2 separate regions of the Rattus norvegicus genome follow, and region 1 is linked to region 2. The links are chromatin contacts, called in public Hi-C maps. All regions are on one chromosome and are shown on one strand. The core of a region is the stretch at or near the end of the contact, and the rest is flanking DNA. Distances in the headings are between cores, read along the strand shown.

What was found. A called contact is a pair of places that touch in the nucleus more often than the background predicts.
Region 1: a Hi-C map of the A7r5 cell line shows a contact between it and region 2, with 6 times the contacts expected there. The contact joins the promoter of Pno1 here to the enhancer-like site in region 2. A contact is called at or near these places in 2 of 12 Hi-C or Micro-C datasets (the A7r5 cell line and frontal cortex).

What each region holds. Positions count from the first base shown.
Region 1 is chr14:95,817,364-95,821,483 of GRCr8, forward strand. Pno1 (partner of NOB1 homolog) reads right to left here and starts at 2,540. Exons shown (of 7, transcript NM_199083.2): 1 at 2,300-2,540; 2 at 2,029-2,178; 3 at 69-152. The coding sequence starts at 2,503. Dnaaf10 (dynein axonemal assembly factor 10) reads left to right here and starts at 2,909. Exons shown (of 8, transcript NM_001127559.2): 1 at 2,909-3,133. The coding sequence starts at 2,951.
Region 2 is chr14:95,131,253-95,135,940 of GRCr8, forward strand. No RefSeq gene overlaps it. Among named protein-coding and RNA genes, the nearest start is that of Sec61g, 14 kb to the left of the region's middle. Within about 2 kb of position 1,824, at least 24 of the 93 cell types and tissues checked have an H3K27ac peak or open chromatin away from gene starts, as enhancers often do. A contact at or near this core is called in the A7r5 cell line, where this site is marked.

The DNA.
Region 1 (4,120 bases), core at 1,290-3,789, 690 kb after region 2:
AGTTTGGAAAATGAGCCATCTACTGAAATGTCCACACAGTGCATTTCACGTCTCATGAGATCACTCACCTCTACCTGAAAGCCAAGAACAAAGGCTTTCACAAAGTCGGCGGCTTTGGTCAGGGCACTGACATCCTTGGTGTCTTTACAAGTCTGGAAAAAGAGGTGAAGACATGGAGGGATGAAAGGAGGGCATTTCAACAAAATACACATACTAGAAATGGTATTTCTACTATAATTTCCTTCACCATCAGCCACCCTCCCCCAATATTGTAGCACACCCCCCCCCCCTTTGTATGTGATAAAGCACTCTTTAATTTGCATGAGAGCCGGGCAGTTCTATGCACACCCTCTCAAGTGACTAAACATACTGACAGGTCCAGGGTAGTGGCAACCTTCTCCTAGCACACCCCAAGGGCTCACACCCATTCTGCACTCTTTTAAACGTTCAGACGGGTCCACCTTGCCTCTCCATCAAGGCAGCCTCTCTCCAAGAGTCCTGACACGTTCTGCTGGAAAGGACTATTTATATGCTGTTGTTTCCCAAACCAACAAGTCTAGTTCTGACTCTTTGCATGCCTGGTTCTGAGGAAATCAAGAACAGCTTGAGTAGGAATCCTGTTCACAAGTGCTTACTTGAGCTGCAGAAATTACTGTTATCCTAGGATGCCCACCACTGTAAATAATATGCCACTCACATCTAGCTCTAAGCATCACCTTGACAGCCTTGAGTGTTATATAACGCAAACACGAATGAGGAAATTAAGGAACTAAAAGCACAAATCTAACTTCCAAAATACTACTTTGGGTCTTGCACACAGATTCACAATCATTTGAAGAGACTACACACTTGGCAAGTTTAGAAGCATAGAGGACTGTGTTCAGATTTTCACACCCAAAAAGTCCCCAGCAGGACATGGCAGCACACGCCTTCAGTCCCCACACCCTTCAGATCTCTCTACAGAGTGAAATCTCAAGAGAAAAACAAAGAGAAAACAACAACAAAGCCGAGACTCTGGTTCTCACTCTTGGCAAATCCCATAAATATGTAGGATTTAAGTTTTTTCACCTATAAAATATGTCAGAGTAGAAGATCATGAATGGTCCCTTCTAGCACTAGGATGCAATTAGCTTGATAACTCTGGCTAAGGCAGTAAATTTCTTAACCTTCTCTTCCTAATCCTCTGGTATGGATGTCTATCACCCATGTCATACCTTAAGGATCAAATGATGTGGTATAGGTCAAGCTACCTCTGTGCGTCTGATGTACGGTATCAGCAAATCGGTATTAGCAAATACTAAGAATACAAACTAATGAGCCTGCAATAAACAAGGCAGCTAAGTACAATAGAAATGGATAAACTTCTAAAGAGAGCTTGAGTTAGATCTTGAAAGCTGACTGGACCTGAAGAAGACAGCTGAGAAAGTGGCCTTCTCCAGAGAGCAAAGCCACCAAAGATACTGGCAGAAAAAAAAATGGGGGGGGCGGGGGGGGGGACGCACAACTGGATCTCCTACTTGAAAGGCAGGCTTAGCCAAGTGTCTGGCTTCTATCCCTTAGAAACGCTGAGGATCCTAGAATATCATATTAGAAGCATTATGATATGGGAAAATTAATTTCGTATTGACACAGATCTACTGAAGAAAAAAAGAGACTTAATTTACATTTTCCCTGTGACACACGTTTGCTCCAAAAAGAGCACTTACACTGAAGTAGGTACCTGCAGTTAACCCCTTACTGATGTACATCCGTGGACCATTCTCTACTTTTATCAAGTCAACACAGAGAAGACACTCAAAAGGATACACAATATTCAGGAGTGATCTTACAAGCGATTTAGGAATGCAGTCAACACCTGTTTTGAATGTAGTTTTGAGGGTATTTAGTTAATTTGAAATTCACTATAGTAAAACGGGGGTTGGGGGACGCTTAACAGAATAACTCTACGAAGGAAAAAAATGCACTCATTTATTTTAGTTTTGAAGGGGAAAATTCGGTAGGTTAAAAAGGATAAGCCCTTTTCCTTACCCTTATTTCTACATTCCTTGATTTCAGGTTAAAGCGTATCTGAAGTCCTAAATGTTCAACAATCGGGGTAAATATCTTCATCCAGTTTTCTTTTAATGGTGTGTATCTGTTAGCTGGGACGGGAATTTTTCTCGTTTCTTCTTTCCCAGTCTGCAATAAAAACAAACACACACTCAGAAGGCGAGTGGAGAGATGCGGGCTGGAAAGGTGAAAACCGAGAATAGACCCTTTCGTCTGCCTGGGCCCCGCCCCGTCCCATCCGGATCCCCACCAGGAGCTGATCTCCCGAGAGCGGCGGGAAGACCGGCCTCTTCGCCGGCCGCGCCTCCTCCGTGTCCATGCGTCCAGCGTCTCCATCCTGTCCCGCCGCTGACGATTGCTCAGCCTGTCGCTTCTTCGCCCGGCGGCCCCCTCTGTGCGTGACGGGAGTAAAGCCGTCCTCCGTCCCGGTGTTTTGCGTCTCCATCTCGGCCATGTTCAACCCGGATAAGTGCAACCACTGGAACACGTGCGAGGTTGTGCCGCGCATGCGCCAGCCTCCACCAATCAATTTGAAGGCTCCGCCCCTTTTCCGAGGCGGGGTCCATGCGGGGGGCCTAGGGCAGGATTGGTCCGCGGTTCGGAATGGCTGCCCTAGAATATGCCTGTTTGCTAATGTCTCCGTGCCGTCTCGCGCTCGCAGCCAAAGCATTCACATTCTCTAATGTGTCTATGTGAAAACGTTGTGGTAAAGGCGGTAAATCAGCTTGTGCCGTGTGTGGAGAAGTATCTGGTGCGGTCTCAGCAGCTCACCCGGCATTTTCGGAGGCAGCCAAGCCCAGCTTGCTAAGGCGTCCGGGTTGAGTGCGGCTAGGGAGGGACAAACTGCCCCTGAGATGTTTGCAGTTTGGTTACCAGGTTAGCGTTTGGCTGCTTCTGCACCATGTCCACCTTCGAGAAGCCTCAGATCATTGTCCATATTCAAAAGGGCCTCAACTATACAGTGTTCGACTGCAAATGGGTGCCCTGCAGTGCCAAATTCGTGACGATGGGCAACTTCGCCCGGGGCACCGGCGTTATCCAGGTGTACGAGATCCAGCGCGGGGACCTAAAGCTGCTGCGGGAGGTGGGTGCAGGCTTGGATCTGTTTGGGTTTGCGTGGGTCTGCATCTCTCTTTGCCACAGCAGAAACAGAAAGGAGATTACAGATTGAGGAATACTTCAGAGTTAAAACTTTAACATCCCAAAATCTCCTTGCAGAGCTAGTACCTCGGCTCACTGCCAGCCTCTGCCTCTCGCCATTCTCGGTGCAGTCGATTGCAGGGTTTCTGGGAAGCCAAGTGGACATTGCTTGGCAACGTTCGAGGACCATTTAGGCTGTTGGCAATTGTTGTAGTCTACTAGTAGGTCTATGTAATAAACCCACGTGCCATGCCAGCAGAACCAAATGAGGCACCAGCAGGAGACCTACCACGAAGTTGGTGAAGACTAGTAAATACCCCATTCTTTCACAAAGTGTCAGTTCAATGCCTGGTAAGGCCCAGACATGGGAATTGCAATGCCAACGATCTTACGGAATTTATTTTCTGTTGGGGGAGACAGTCAAACAGCCAGACCAAGGATGCATAATGTAAATCAAGATGAGTTTTCTAATACACAGGTCTGTGAAAGTAAAAACAGATTTAGGATGAGTAGTAAGCAACTAAGGCAAATGCAGAGTAGAATATGACGTTTCCAGAAGAAACAACATGAGATAGTGGTGGAAGATCGTTATCTTTTAAAAAACAAAAACCCAAGCTGGAAGTGGTATTGCACAACTTTAATCGCAGCGTTCGGGGGTAGAAGCAAGAGAATTTCAGTTTGAGACCCTGTTTGCAGCGATCACAACCCCTGTTAAAAAAAAATTACCATACACATATAAAAGGGGTAAGTAGGGACCATTGCAAGATCTGTAAGACATTTAACAGATTTGTCCTTTTTTTTTCTTTAAGAAAAGCAGGACACCACTGAAGAACTTTTAGGAGGATAATGAATGACCAGATTACAGGTTTTGTAAAAGGCTGCCAGGTAGCCAATTACAGAATGGTGACAGTAATTGACATTTTCCCCCTTC
Region 2 (4,688 bases), core at 574-3,073:
GAAAGAGGCACACCCCTCCTTTGCTGGTGGGATTGTAAGTTGGTACAACCACTCTGGAAATCAGTCTGGCAGTTCCTCAGAAAATTGGACATAGTTCCACCTGAGGACCCAGCTACAGCATTCCTGGGCATATACCCAAAAGACGCTCCAACATATAACAAGGACACATGCTCCACTATGATCAGCCTTATTTTTCATAGCCAGAAGCTGGAAACAACACAGATTTCCCTCAACAGAGGAATAGATATAGAAAATATACATTTACACAATGGAGTACTACTCAGCTATTTAAAAAATGGCTTCATGAAATTCTTAGGCACATGGATGGAACTTGAAAATATAATCCTGAGTGAGGTAACCCAGTCACAAAAGAACACACATGGTATGCACTCACTGATAAGTGGATATTAGGCAAAAAGTTCAGAATACCCATGATACAACTCACAGAGCGTATGAAGCTCAAGACAAAGGAAGACCAAAGTGTGGATGCTTGAGTACTACTTAGAAGGAGTAACAAAATAATCACGGGAAGTAGAAGGTAGGAGGGCTTGGGAGGAAGGGGGAGGGGGCAGAACCAGGTGTGGGAGGAGATGGAGGAGGGTAGGAAATTGATCAGAAGTGTGTAGCATTCGAAGTCTTATGTTGCTGGTTGTGAGTTGTAGACACTTGTAGCTCCCTAAACGTATAACTTTTAGGAGTGTGCCTTTCATTATAACTAGTTATTGGCTTACTATGCAATGCATAACATTGTAGTTTTGGTTATTATCTGTCTTAGTTAGGTTAGTATTTCTGTGGTGAAACACCATGACCAAAAGCAAACTGGGGAGGAAAGGTTTTATGTGGCTTACATTTTCCCATCACCTTTCATAGGTGGAAGAAATTAGGACAGGAACCCAAGCAGGGCAGGGGGCGCTCCTGTAGGCAGGAGCTACTGCAAAGGCCATGGAAGAATGCTGCTTACTGTTTCCCAATGGCTTGCACAGCCATTCTTATAAAACCTGTGACCATCAGTCCAAGGGGGGTACCATCCACACCAAGCTGCACTTTGTCCCATCAGTGACTAATTAAGAAAATGTCCTACAGGCAGAGCCTTTTCTCAGTTGAGGTTTCTTCCTCTCTAAGGACTCCAGCTTGTGTCAAGTTAACATAAATCCAGCCACCACAGCAGTGGTTTACAATAGCCTATTGATTGACAGACTATGTACGTGTATAAAAAATGTCATAAACTCATCATTTTGTGTACTTAGCATAATTAGCAAACAAAAACATTATGTACATGTACTTGTGTTATTTAGTTTGAATCTTAAGACAAAAATTAAGATCCGCAGTAGGGAACGACATTAAACGTTAAAAGAACCGTGGTGATGCATGTTTTTTATATGAAGTATCTGGAAAAGACACCAGATGGCGATGTTACACCAAGAAAATGCACAGGAATGCTGTTGCTGTATCCAAACCTTCCTGGAGGCTGAAGGTGAGTCCCTAGACTGAATCCCCTCCATGCTCTTTCCCAAGTGACTTTGGAAGCCATTTCTAGACTTGGAGTTGCTATCTCCAATCAATAACTATCATTTAAATGTCTCAAGAGCACATTAAGAACGTTCTCTTTTCAGCTATCACTAATACAGTCGGAAAGTACAGCAGTTTGCTATCAGAACAATATTTGCGACCATGGACGCTCATGTCTACTGAATGTTAACTCAGTGAGTCCACTGTGAAATATCACCCTAATTTTTAAAAGTGTGTTTGAAACCCTCTAGAATACCCGATTTTGTGTTTCAGATAGTCATACATAGAGGGCAGTGCAGGATCATGAATCTCCTTACACGCTGGCGTGGGAAAGACGGAGGGACTGACTCTAAGTTTATGCGCCTCTAACAGTTTGGTCATCTATGAAGGGACACATAGTCAGGTTGTTAGGGAGAACCAAGAAACGTTCATTTACTAAGTGCTACAGACGAAAAGAAAAATGGATCCATTTCCCAAGCTATCTATTTGATTCAGAATCGTTTTCTTTAAAACATTACTTCTCAGCAATGGCAAAGATGTTTCTATCTTAATTAACTTAACTGAAGATAACTATGGTCTCTGCGGCCACCTGTAGGCGACAATAGGAAGGCATCAGAAGAAACCACAGGCAAACAAGCCAAGAGGAGGGGTACATCTTTTGTCCTCAGAGTATTCTGGTCTGTGCCACATAAAGGGACAGAGCTCATACCCTAACCATCACTGTAGGGACTTAAAGCAGTCAGTAGCAGAGTTCAGCAAAGCCAGACTGATGGACAGTGGCAAGAGAAAAATCCAGAAAAGGACCTTTGGCCTATGCATTTAAAGCCCAATTTCGATGTGATCCCTGTACTAACAGTTGCTCAGCGGCCAAGGCCAGATGATGGAATTAATGATACATTTTACTGTTTGAGTCTCTGGGCTGTGGGGCTTATGGCGCTCCAGGATACAGACTCGGCCTGCTCTGAATATTGTGCATAATTCTTTGAGCTTGTTCCCAAGTGGCTCTGAGGTCTAATTTGCTCTTCTAAAAGATGAAGGAAGCCACATCCTTCTCACGGGATTGTTGGTAAGATTAACAGATGCCCTGTGTAGGTACTGGCACTTAAGGCTTCATTATGCGATTAGCTTGTGTCCCTCGTCTCTTTTGTGGTTACCTGCAATCCTGTGACTAATTCTCTGCTTCTGAGATAAACTCCAGTGGCAAGCCTCCAAGTGAGCTCAGGGCTCTGGTCCCAAAGGTTTATAGGTATGCTCCTCGCAAGCTTTCCTCGTGTTTTCTGTCGTTCTTTTTGAATCGGGATTGAAGACTAAATTCTGCCCATTGCTTTCAGCAACAATAGTTTGCTAAATCTTCCCAAGGGGGAGCCTTTGTATGTCTGCACCCGGTGATAAACTGGAAGGTAAGAACTTCCCAAGGATATCTCAGAATCGCGTGCCTTTCTTAAACATTGGTCTCTAGGGCTTCCAATGTGCATGATTATATGCTAATCTTCATGTCCCAGCCCCTTACATATCTCAGTAGTCACCTGGGCACGGTATTATGTGGTTGCGTACACGAGTCATTAAAATGCCTCTACTCCCTCGGCTACTGTGGATTTTGACCATCCCTGCTAGGCTCGTGTTCCCAAATGTTGGTGCCAGAGGAAGACTGGTGAACTTTTAACACGTGGAGCCTAGAAGAAGGAAGTGAGGTCAGTTACGTGAAAGGCATTATGGGAGCCCATTCTCTTCCTTCGCCTCTGGTTGAATCCTGGCCTTGACATGATCCGCTTTGCTCCATAAACATATTTGTTGAATGATGCACTATCTTATCTCAGGCCTGAAGCCAGCTTATCATAGACCAAAAGTATGAGAAGCAAAACAAAACCATATAAATTGATTCTCTCACATATTTCTTACAATAAAAGGAGAGCAAATGTACTCTGTCCAACGTCATCTATGATTCTTCTTGTTTCCTTCCCCTATCACCCAGCTGGTGGCCAACCGGAAGTTCTAACCCGTCAGCTCCCATACCTTCTCCTGCCTTCAGCACTGCAGCATCCTCCTGTTTGGTTTCTCTCTGTTCATGTACCACTCTACCAGGCTTTTCTCTCCCAGGTCCAGACGTAAACTTTTAAATATGCTGCTGAATCTGGAGTCCTTCACTTTAGCTTCTCCCACAACTTCTTCTTTTTTTTTTTTTTTTCCGGAGCTGAGGACGGAACCCAGGGCCTTGCGCTTGCTAGGCAAGTGCTCTACCACTGAGCTAAATCCCCAACCCCTTCCCACAACTTCTTATTGTGGCTAACTTAAAATCTGTCCCTGTGGACCCTCCCTACTTCCCCTCATTCCCTTTCAGTCACTGTTGTCCCGTTTTTATTTTCTATTTAATACAACGCATCTTCCCACCCAAACCTCTATACTTACTTCTTTCTTTAACTGCCCATTTGTCTTCTCTTATTCCTGACTTAATTTATTTCTGTTTCCTAAATAGAGTTCTCTCTGGTTGTCCTCAATAAAATCATCCCAACTGACCCCAACCTTCTGTAAACTACTGTATGGTTTTGTTTCCTTCACAGCATTTAACGATAATAGAAAATATGCTTATTTGTTTCAGCATGAAGAAGTTGACACAAGATAAAGTTTAGTATTCAAAAGCATTCAGAGAAGAGTATATTTTGCACATGCCCTGACCCCTTTGTTAGTTATTAAAGATTAGTCTACACATATGATGGTCTTAATGCCTTAGCCACAATGCCAGTAAAAACCACTGTCTCAAGGTGTTCTATGCCTATGTAGAAGAAATATCTGTAAAGTACCTGTTTGGAGAAGTGGCTTTGTTGTTTAAAAAAAAAAAAAAAAAAGCACTGTCAAAATCTACAGAGCTTCCAGGGACTAAGCCACTACCTAAAGACTATACATGGACTGACCCTGGACTCTGTCCCCATAGGTAGCAATGAATATCCTAGTAAGAGCACCAGTGGAAGGGGAAGCCCTGGGTCCTGCTAAGACTGAACCCCCAGTGAACTAGACTATGCGGGGAGGGTGGCAATGGGGGGAGGTTTGGGAGGGGAACACCCACAAGGAAGGGGAGGGGGGAGGGTGATGTCTGTCCGGAAACCGGGAAAGGGAATAACACTTGAAATGTATATAAGAAATACTCAAGATAATAAAAAAAAAAAATCTAAACCTTACTCTCA